2 separate regions of the Sus scrofa genome follow, and region 2 is linked to region 1. A link is a contact called in public Hi-C data. All regions are on one chromosome and are shown on one strand. Each heading gives the region's core, a stretch centred on a gene start, on an enhancer-like site or on the middle of the called end of the contact. The rest is flanking DNA. Distances are from core to core; before and after follow the strand shown. Region 1 overlaps LOC110260765 (a long non-coding RNA gene). Region 2 has its middle 390 kb from the start of ADAMTS20.

The links. Hi-C and Micro-C count contacts between places; a contact is called where the count stands out from the background.
Region 2: a contact with region 1 is called in a Hi-C map of embryonic fibroblasts, with 2.5 times the contacts expected there. The contact joins two enhancer-like sites. A contact is called at or near these places in 3 of 47 Hi-C or Micro-C datasets (embryonic fibroblasts and fibroblasts).

The regions. Positions count from the first base shown.
Region 1 is chr5:73,900,096-73,906,042 of Sscrofa11.1, reverse strand. LOC110260765 (a long non-coding RNA gene) reads right to left here. Exons shown (of 3, transcript XR_002344168.1): 2 at 5,889-5,921. Among named protein-coding and RNA genes, the nearest start is that of PRICKLE1, 77 kb to the right of the region's middle. Within about 2 kb of position 2,487, at least 13 of the 83 cell types and tissues checked have an H3K27ac peak or open chromatin away from gene starts, as enhancers often do. A contact at or near this core is called in embryonic fibroblasts, where this site is marked.
Region 2 is chr5:74,276,669-74,282,101 of Sscrofa11.1, reverse strand. No RefSeq gene overlaps it. Among named protein-coding and RNA genes, the nearest start is that of ADAMTS20, 390 kb to the left of the region's middle. Within about 2 kb of position 1,506, at least 2 of the 83 cell types and tissues checked have an H3K27ac peak or open chromatin away from gene starts, as enhancers often do. A contact at or near this core is called in embryonic fibroblasts, where this site is marked.

The DNA.
Region 1 (5,947 bases), core at 1,238-3,737:
AGTTGACTGACTTAATCAGAAAGGAGGTTAGTCTGGTGGGCCTGACCTAGCGAGGTGAAGCCTTCAAAAGTACTGGGCTCTTCCCAAAGGAAGCTATTCCAAGCTAATTTGTAAACCTCTCTGGGTCAGTTTCATGAGCTGGTCTTTAAGAAAAAAGCTGCCATGTGTGGGAGGGCCATGTGGCTAGGACCTGCAAGCAGCCTCTAGGAGCTGGGCAAGGAAGCAAGATGTCAGTCCCACAGCCTCGAGGAACTGAATTCTGCCGAAAGGACGCAGAGCTTGGAAAAGGAGCCCAAGTTCCAGAAGAAAACACAGCCCAGCTGACACCTTGACCTCAGCCTCACGAGACCTTGAGCAGAAAATCCAGCTGGCTCCAACCCAGCCCTCAGACCCAGAGAAACTGTAAGACAATAAACTTGTGTTGCTTCAAGCTACTAAATCTGTGATAATTTGTTACAGAGGGGTAGAAAACTAACATTACGAGGCACACCTTCTATTCCCAAGCACCTCGGGATGCACGTTGGCTGTTGAAATTCTAACATCTGCATGCCAGGTAGCAGGAATGAAGAGAGGAAAGGAAAAAAGAGAGCCCCTCCGCACTGAATTACCTCCTACGTGAAAGGATAAGTACTATAAGTCCTATACGGAACTTCACTGAGATCTCCCTAAGCCTCAGTTTCTTCATCTATAAAATGGGTGTAGGAGTTCCTGTCGGGGCTCAGCAGAAACAAATCTGACTAATATCCATGAGGACGCAGGTTCGATGTCTGGCCTCACTCAGTGGGTTAAGGATCCGGCGTTGCCATGAGCTGTGGTGTAGGTCACAGACACAGCTTGGACCTGGTGTCGCTATGGTTGTGGTGTAGCTCCAATTCCACCCCTAGCTTGGGAACGTCCATATGCCACAGGTGTGGCCCTAAAAAGCAAAAATAAATAAAACAAAAGTGGGTATAATTATAGTATCTACCTCATAAAGGTATTATTGTGAGAATTAAATGAGACTGCATTTCAAGCCCTTACCACAATGCCTGGCCTTTATTCCCAAGGAGGCTGGGAATTACACTCCTTTATTGAGGCAATTTGTCACCTCCAATAACAAGGGAGATCAGCCACCAGGGAGGCGTCTCATTTAGAGAATCTGAAGCCCTGAAACATTGTGACTGACTTGCCCAAGGCTTCAAGCCCTCTCTTGGCCGGGGCTACATGGCCTGACTCTGGCATCACATGCCAGGTTCTGGGAGCAGGCCCTTTGTGGGAGCCAGAGGCGTTGACCAACGCCTGGAGCCAGCACGTCACCCACCCTCCTGGTGTCTTTGCCTATTGCTTTGTCTTTCCTTTGCCTCCTGTGACCCCAAGCACACATGCGGCTCACACTGGGCCCACTTACACTCATTCACACCCTCCTTAGAAAGAAAAGCATCTCTTTACCGGTTCCTAGCAGGATTTTTTTTTTTTTTTCCACTGATCAGAAGTTATAGAGACCAAGGTGGGAGGATGAACACAGGGGGGATGGGACAGGGGCGGGGGGGGGGTCATGACCCTTTAGAAAACGAGGAGACGTAGAGCTGTTGGATCTAAGAGGTGAAAAGGAGAGAGTGGGAGGAGATTTTAGAAGTGTCACGGAGGTAAAAGTCCCTAGATAAGCCAGCCATCAGGGACAGAGGGCACAAGGGACTTAGAGCAGAACTGACCTTAAGACAAAGTTCTTATCAGACGAGGACGAAGGCGTTCTGCCCACAAAGACCAGGCAACTGGGTGCGAGAAACAACTGAGGGGAAAATCAGTTGTGCTCAGCAGAAGCCAAATCCACTTCATCAGGCAGAGACATTACAGAGGCAGCTGGAAATGAGGGAACGATAGGGAAACTGGGGGAGAAAGGGTAGATCTGGGAGTTGTTCACATAGAGAAATAGGAACCGTGTCTGGGGTGCCGTCAGAGCTAATTACTCGATCACTCTGTGGAGTGAAACATTTTGCAAACGGAAGAGGATTATCATTGTTCTATCTGTGCCTCATTTCCCTCACCACTAATGAGAACTCCGAGTGAGTTTCTCAAGCTTTGCTACATTTCCCGTCTTTGGTGATCTCGTAACACCAGATCTTTCCTTCACCCCAGGCATTTCCTTCAGAAAATTCCTTTCATATAACCAAATCGGTCCTGGTATGTATGACAGGATAAAAAGATGCCACTGTTGCATGCGTCTGGAGTGGTATGCTGTAAAATTTTCCAAAATTAGGAGTTCCCTGGTGGCCTAGTGGTTAAGGATCCAGTGTTGTCACTGCAGTGACTCAAGTTTGATCCCTGGTCTGGGAACTTCCATATGCTACAGATGTGGCCAAAAAAATAATAATTAAATAGCCAGATGATGTCGCTTTGCGTTGTCTTCATAAAAACTATTATTCTTCTGAAGGCACACATCACTTGGCAGGCACCAGTAGGGAAGAGGAACTGCAAACTAATAAATTCAATATTTATAAGAATCATATGACAACTCCCTACATGATCACAACCCCCACTACACAAGCAACAGCTAAGAGAGAGGCAGCCAGTGGGTGTTTAAATACAGGTTCTGGGGTCAGGGAACTCAGGTTTGAGCCCAGTTCCAGGGCTTAGTCACCTAATTTAGCAATTTGGCTCATTGTTTAAACTCTCTAGGCCTCAATTTCTTCATCTATTAAATGGGTGTAGTAATAGTATCTGCCTCATAAAGGTATTATTGGGAGGATTAAATGAGAATGCACGCCAAGCCCTTAGCACAATGCCTGGCTTAATAAATACTAGCTATTATTATTTAGAGAATTGCTCCAACTCTCTGTTTTTCTGTCTCTTAAGTACTAACCTTTCACTCCAATCTGCTCACTTCCATCCACCTCCAAGCCACAGCAATATCCATCAATCCACATCTATTTCTGGAACCAGAAGGCATCTCGTGAGTTGTGTAACCAGTCAAGGATGCCCACTAAGGACATGCCAGACCTTCTGGACACCAGTGGTGTTGAAAAATCACACCTCATTGAGAACAACAGACCCACTCTAAACGTCTCGTGTCCCAGAAGAGCAAACGGAGGCCCAGAAAGGCGAAGCATCTTTGGGGCCATAACACCGTTCTCAAGGCCTGATTATGGACAGACCTGGCTCAGGCCTGAGAATGGCTGCCAAGTGTCTTGACTCTGATTGCACAATTTTGGCACCACTTCAGGCTGCCTTATGGAATTCAACAAGCATTTCCTGAGAAACCACAGGAAGGGTCATGAAGGCGAACAAGATGGTGACCCTGCCAAGAATGGTACTGAAACCTAATCAGGGAAACAGGCATTGGCAGTGTTAAGAATTCTAAGAGAAGTGCCAACAAAGTGCTAAGCAGTTTTAAGTGCTGCCTCTAACTCATGAAACGCTCATGAAACAGGTAAATTTCTACGAGACTTTAAAGGCTAGGGGGTAAAAGGAGCCATTCTTGGTAGAATAAATCATTTGCGCTCTAGAGAGAGGTTATCATATTCTTGAACAGGGAGCTGCCTGGCAGCAGAGAGGAAGCAAATCCGATTAGTATCCATGAGGATGTGGGTTCGATCCCTGGCCTCGCTCAGTGGGTTAAGGATCTGGCATTGCCGTGCGCTGTGGTATAGTTCACAGACATAGCTCTCACCCCGTGTTGCTGAGGCTGTGGTGTGGAGGCTGGCAGGTACATCTCCAATTCTACCCCTAGCCTAGGAATTTCCATATGCCACGAGTGCGGCCCTAAGAAGCAAACAAACAAAAAAATATTCTATTGAACAGATGAAGGAGATGAACTATAGAACGGAAACAGCGGGGTCTAGGAAAAGCCAATTGTCCAAGACGCAAAGAGGATAAAGCCCTTCTATTCTCTCCCCGTGAGCTGAGGTGTAGGTTGCAGATGCGGCTCAGATCCCTCGTTGTTGCGGCTCTGGCTTAGGCCGGCGGCTACAGCTCCGATTGGACCTCTAGCCTGGGAACCTCCACATGCCATGCGTGCGGCCCTAAAAAGACAAAAAGACCCCCCTAAAAAAAATAGAAATAGAAATACAAACATATACATACAAAATTTGAAACTGGGATTTATGGATAATAGTTGCAATCGTAGAGCAGCCTCAGCACCAAATTTGTTTATGTATTGTTTTGATTGTGCAGAATCAAGAAAAATTCTAATTGAGAAAACTAAGGAGTAGGTTCCTGCTGTGGTGCAGAGGAAATGAATCTGATTAGTATCCATGAAGATGCAGGTTCCATCCTTGGCCTTGATCAGAGGGTAGGGGATCTGGCATTGCCGCAAGCTGTGGTGTAGGTCTCAGACAAGGCTCGGATTATAGGCCAGCAGCTATAGGTCTGATGTGACCCCTAGCCTGGGAACTTCCATATGCTGCACGTATGATGACCCGAAAAAGAAAAAGAAGGAACTTCAGGGTTGCTTTTGTTTTGGGTTTGGTTTGGTTTGAACCTACAAGATTTCCTGAGATACACAGATCCTGAAGGCTTTGTATAAATTTTATTTCAAATTTGAACAGGTAAGTCATACACTTATCACAAATATAGATCCAAAGGCTGCCTTCTTTTTTTTTTCAATTGAAGGATAATTTCCAATATTATGTTAGTTTCAAGTATACAGCAAAGTGATTCAGTTATACACATACACACACTTGCATATATATATAAATATATATTTTCTTTGTCAGGTTCTTATCCATTATAGGTTATTACAAGATATTGAGTACAGTTCCTGGTACTATACTGTAGGTCCTTGTTTTTTATTATTTTGTGTATAGCAGTGTGTATCTGTTAATCCAAAACTCCTAATTTATCTCCCCCGCCCCTGCTCTCCCTTTTAGTAACACTGTTTTCCAGGTCTGTGAGTCTATTTCTGTTTTGTAAATAAGTGCATTTGTATCATTGTTTTAGATTCCACAGACAAGTGATACCATATGATATTTGTCTTTCTCTGCAAAGGCTACCTTCTCACACAGATTTAAGTTGCTTCTAAATTAAAATTTCCCTTTTAAGCTCTCCCTTTTATTTTAAGTTATCCCTTTTAAACTGTGTGTGTGTGTGTTTAGGTGGCATGGTCTAAAGAAGACTGGCTGCCACCACCTTCATCCCTCTGACTCAGCACCATGGAAAGTGATCAGCAGCCTTTCAAGTAGATTGGTTCTAAGAGCAGAAAAGGAAGGAGTTACCATTGTGGTGCAGCAGAAACAAATCCGACTAGGAACCATGAGGTTAGGGTTCGATCCCTGGCCTCGCTCAGCGGGTTAAGGATCTGGCGTTGCCGTGACCTGTGGTGTGGGTCACAGGCTCGGTTCGGATCTGGCGTTGCTATGCCTGTGGCGTAAGCCAGTAGCTGTAGCTCCGATTAGAACCCTAGCCTGGCAACCTCCATATGCTGCAGGTGCGGCCCTAAAAAGCAAAATAAATAAATAAATAAAAGAGCAGAAGAGGAAAGAGGGAACGTGAGGGGGTAGGAGAGAAGTGGTTAATGGAGAAGGAAGGTGGGAAGAAGACTCTTCCTTCTAGCGGCATGCCAATTCATAACATGTCAGCATATGGTGGACATGGAAAGTCACCATTTTTTGTAACCATCATAGCAAAGACTGGCTTAATCAAAAGTCATTCATGAGTGCTCAATCTAGTAGAGAAAGTTGGATGAGGAGCCATATATGTACATGTTGTTCAAATGTCTTCCCAAGGACTGCAAGGGAAAAATAGTAACTCTACACCCAGTGAAGAAACTGGGCAACACCGTGACCAGATGATCCGAATCAACCTCACAAGCCCTGGGATGTGATGCCCTGAGAAAGACACAGCATCCTTTTGATAGTATCCATGCTGGAAACGTACAACTGAATCCAACCACAGCGAAGTATTGTAAAACTCACGTTGAGAAATCCTCTTTTGAACAGGCCACTGTCCTGAAAAAAAAAAGAAAGCTGAGGAA
Region 2 (5,433 bases), core at 257-2,756, 380 kb before region 1:
ACATGGAAATGAAAGATTTTTGCCAAACCACTTATATAACATGAGATAAATTGCAGGGCGTGGTGGACAATAGCAGTGATGTGTTAGGGAAGGTCACATAGCAGGACATGATGGTCTTAAAATGATAAAAATGGGAGGTACTTCAAAGGGCACGGTCCTTCCATTCCAACTATTATGTTATGTGAATGTAGAAACATGTAAAAATAAAATAAAATAAAATAATGTTCGTCTCTTACACCATACTTGCTCACACAGCTGGTTCACTGATCAAGAAATAGTGCACAAAGAAAAGCCAGTTCTCACACAAGCCCACTTAATCAAGGCCAGTGGGTGGTGAGATCTCCATGGGGGAAAAAAATGGGAATTAATATTCTTTTTTTTTTAATAGTTGTTTTTCCAATACATTTTTTTTCTGCTGTACACATACATGTACACATTCTATTTTCTCACATTATCATGCTCCATCATAAGTGACTAGACGTAGTTCCCAGTGCTACACAGCAGGATCTCATTGCTAATCTATTCCGAAGGCAATAGTTTGTACCTATTAACCCCGAGTTCCCCAACCACCCCACTCCCTCCCCCTCCCCCTGGAATTAATATTCTTAGTAAGAGATCAATGTCTACATTAGATCAAAAATTGGCTTGAATAAAAAGATAATTTTGTGTTATAGAGAGAGGAGGTAGGCACATTCCATTAGGTATAATGGAGCAGAACAGTTAAAGGAAGAAGAGTTCAAGTTCACAGATGCAAAGAAATACAGATACAGACAAAAAAGCTCATTGCACAATGCCAAGCTCAAACTCCACCATGTGAATGAAATGCCTTTGTGGTTTAGGCAACTATTGGGAGTGTACTGGGTGTTGGCGTTCATCTGGCTACAGCCTACCTGGGAAGTACTGAGGAACAGCAGTTGATGGAGAAAGACAGGACTCTCTTAACAGTCCTATTTCCAGCTTGGCGACATCTATAATACTCAACTTGCAAGAGAGTTATGGCTATGCCAATGCTGGAAGCAGTCTGCTACCAAACATTTAGAAAAAGCTTTAGTTTTAGCCAGAGAGAAGCTATAATTAAAAAAGAACATGGCTGGATACATTTTAATTTTAGCAGATACTCTGCAGAGTTTATGTTCTTAACACAGGCCCCCCACCCAAAAAATATCAGTTGCTCCTTATCATTCATTTAATTTCAAGCTGATTTGACAAACTAAGAGAGCAGTCGGGATGGGGGGGAAATGTTTTTAAAGCAAAGGAAAAAGAAAAAAAGACTCTGCTGCATATTTAATTATGTTTAATGGTGTTGTCTTCTTGTTTGCTTGAATTCATCAAGAGTTAAAAGGGCTGTTTCACTGCTCAGATATGACAGAGTGGTTATTTGTATTGAAGGCTTTTGGTAGAGGTGGTTTTCTGTATGGGCTTTGAAGGAGGGGAGGGGAATAATTCAGCAGATGGGGACTGGAAGATTTTTCTTTCATGTCTCAAATACAATATGAAGTGAACTATGAAGTTAACCAGCCACAACTCTTTGCAAAGGTCAGCTGGTCTCAACTGATTTCATGTTCTTGCCACAAAGTACTCTTGATCTAAAATAGATTATGTGGAAAAAATCAGATGCTGCTCTATCCAGTATTAATTCATTTCAAATATTTGCTTCAATTCCAGGATAATAAACATAGCCTTGGCCCAGTAATTCTTTCCCAGTTCTAATCCATACTTAATTATCTATGTTGACCTTACAAATGTATTATTTTTATTCATGTCATGAATGCTTGGATTTTTGTGTGTGTGTTTTTCTTGCTATGTTTTTGGGTTTTGTTTTATTACCGTTGTTATTTTTTTGTGGGTTTTTTTTTTTTTTTTCCTCTTTTGGAGACTTTTTTTTTGTTCACTTGTTTGTTTTGACTAGAGCAGTAAGTAAAGGATAGATTTCAACCTGGAAAGACACAAATGTAAGTATACTAGATAAATCGTGAACATTAATAAATCCTTTTCTTTGCAGTATAATAACATATACACTTTCCTGAGCATACAGAGGGAAGACAGTCAGTAAGACATTATTTATTAGAAACCTGTAATTTGTTTGAGAAACAGTTATTTGAGGATTCTATACCCTCAACATAGAGTGTATACAGAGAAATAAATAGGGATATGGTTTCAACCTTCAAAGCATTTCCCAATGTGCTCAGCTAACAAGATTAAATAATACTTGAAATAACAAGGAGCAATTTAAGGTAGTGTGCAACTAAGTATTCATCCTCAAATGGGAGGTCAATGTGGGTTAAGATTAGAGAAAGCTCAGCGAAGGAGGTAGAAATTAAATACTGGAGAAATGACCTCAGTGGTTGGGCGAGACCCGGAATGTCACTGTGGGAAGGAAAGGCAGGAAGAATCACTGAGCCTAAGTAACAAAACTGCAGTAAAAACAGAAGGAGGCGGAGAAGGAGGAAGAGAGAAGAGGGGAAGGAGGACTTACGGTGAAAGTTGGTTATGCTCTGGGAACAAGGATGGGTGTGTTACGCAATCTAGAATACGTGTGACATTGCGTTGTGAATACATTCATCTGGAGTTTTTCGGTCTGCAGACATCTTTCAGCATTTCTCCACAGCGGAGAGTCTCTTGGAGCGCCCCTAATCCCTTCCTGGGTCCCCTTTCCAGCCAGCACCACCCATTTACAAGAATAACAGCCAGCAGGAAGGGGGAGCAGAAGTGAGGAGGAGACAGCTTTCTCCTGGGCGCTCTTCTGTGCTCTTTTATTATTTGCACCTTTCTGTAATCAGAAAAAACCAAGTTCCTACTGCTTTTCCAGGCCCCAATAAGATAACCACTGTTTCTCTCTTTAGAGACTGTACTGTATTTGTTCCTGCTTTGTGGCCGTTCACTACAGCTTATTTCTCCGGGGTTGCATTCCCTCGCATTTCTGTATGATGGAGAAGAAAGCCCTCTGGTAAAATGTGAGATTTGGTAGTGTCCTAATATTCAATGGCTTCTAAATTAGGTTTACATTTTTAAAGGAACACTATTACCAGAGTTCCCGTCATGGCTCAGTGGTTAACGAATCCGACTAGGAACCATGAAGTTTCGGGTTCGATCCCTGGCCTTGCTCAGTGGGTTGAGGATCCAGCGTTGCCATGAGCAGTGGTGTAGTTTGCAGACACAGCTCGGATCCTGCGTTGCTGTGGCTGTGGTGTAGGCCAGAGGCTACAGCTCCAATTCGACCCCTAGCCTGGGAACCTCCAAATGCCACAGGAAATGGCAAAAAAAGACAAAAAAAAAAAAAAAGAATGCTGTTACGCAAGCCCCAAAGAAAGAGTAACACAAGGCTGTCAGGAACAAGAATAAAAAGTGTTGGTCTATACCTTTCTTGGAATGGACTAGAAAAAGAACATACCTATACCTCTCAAATAAGTGAGAGAGAATAACAAAATTACCTCATTATAAAGCCAGAGAGGCCATGGACCCGGTTATCTCTGTGTCCTTAAAGACAACCGGACATCAGTGGGCAGTGAACTTTAGACCCAGACCTCTTTAGCCCTCCGTATTAATGACAGTAATGACTCTAACCAGGTGTCAGCTAAATCCTGCATCTACATACTGACTGCAAAACTCTCCATAAAGGGAAGCAGGCCTGATTATCATTTGGATTACATCTAGTTCGCTTTTCAAGCAGGATGTGAAGGGGGAAAGCGTTAGCAAAGGTATGAAGGTAAAATGAGTGTAAAACATGTTCATATGTGGGGCAGCCTTACGGACTGTGCTCCACTTATAGACGCAGTGCTGACCGACTCCCGACTTAGGTCATTTTGCTCTGTTAGTCCCGGGGAGGATTTTTACCAACGGATTGGGGTATAGCAGACCCACTTAAGGCACACTCCACAGCAGGGAAAAGTGGATGTTCCTCCCCAGAAAGCTATTACACGACACACTTTCCTGTGACATATGTGCCTACCTCACGGATACACTTTATCAGTAGCTATAGACGTACCTTACAAACATTTCAGAGTCAAATAAAATCATATTCTTAGTGCAAATGCACGATATTTATTGAAAAAGAATTTTTGAGAGGCCCCAAGATCGAACTTCCAAAAGGGTTCCAGTCACCGTTCTTGTTTAGACTTTGGGAAACTAAGGGAAAATCTTCAGGGAATCCATAATATATACCAATGGTTACAAGATCTTATCTGAGAGTCATTCTTAGAATCCCTGACTTCAGCTGCTATGGATGCATAATGATGGGTCAGAGATATGTGACTGGTGTTTGCCATATTTCTGGATCATTTTTAGCCTCTGTGTGTCTTCTTGCCTTGCCAAATTCAGCTGTTCTAATTCCAGAACAGGTGTGGGACGGCTTGGCCTTTGATGGCAGCCCCCCTTGAGGAACCTCACTGCCTTCATCGCAGCAGTAATATCATTAAAAAGACAGACTGAGAGGAAATGAAAGGAAGGCGATTTTTCCCCTCTGTAGCTATTGTTGCTCTTGGCAGGGTGCTACCAAGGGGCCTTGCTATGTAATACTTAAAGCTTTCAGGGCTACAGTTCACTCTACCAGAGAGCAGCTTCAACACAAAAGCTCAAGTAGATTATGCTCCTTTACGAAGTGACTCATCCCGGATGATAAATATAGTGTGCCTCCCACACACAGAAACAGATGTGGCAGATATGTCGCCTATAGACGCAGTGCCTCGCAAAGCCTTCAAAGCTACAGAGATTTTGTTCCTAAAATAATGTTTCACATTTCCACAGCATTTTCTTCGCAAGTGTTCACAGCATTTCGGATGGGAGTGAGGGGAGGGCCTATCATTCCAAGAAGATGTGAGGCTCAGCTGAAAGAAGAAGGTCCACCGAGTAGGTGGCCAAAAACGACGGCCACAAGTTGTTGACAGGACCTGGAAACTCTCTCCTGGAGAGCCTGAGGACTCCTCCACCCAGGGTGGCTTCTCTCAGGCCTGCCAACCACAGGCAGGATGTATTTGGTGACTCTTGAGGCTATTTCATTCATCAGATGAAAGGAGACATTTGTCACGAAAACCCACAAAGACGATTGTTTGCCCAGTTAGTTTTACCAAATCTTACCAAAGCTCCAGAAGAGGCGGAATAGGAAAAAAAAATTAGATCCATTATGTTTTTCTTTTTGCATCACTCATATTTGCATTTGTATTTAGCCTTTTCGGGAGAAAAGAAATGCTGATCTGTCCAAGCTGACTTTGAGTCTTTATGGTGGCTTTGGAGAAGCTGGCATCTCCCTGTGAGTGCCACTTGCCACTGTGTAGCAACTGCTCCTGCAGTTGATTTGCTGCAACAGTGAAAAGATGGTTAGATGTTGCCAGGCAGCCAGGCCCAGGCTCTGAATCCCACATTCCAAAGTGAGATCTGCCATCCTCAGCAGGCATATTCCATCTTCAGGTTTCCGTCCTGACCTGAGAATAGGAGACT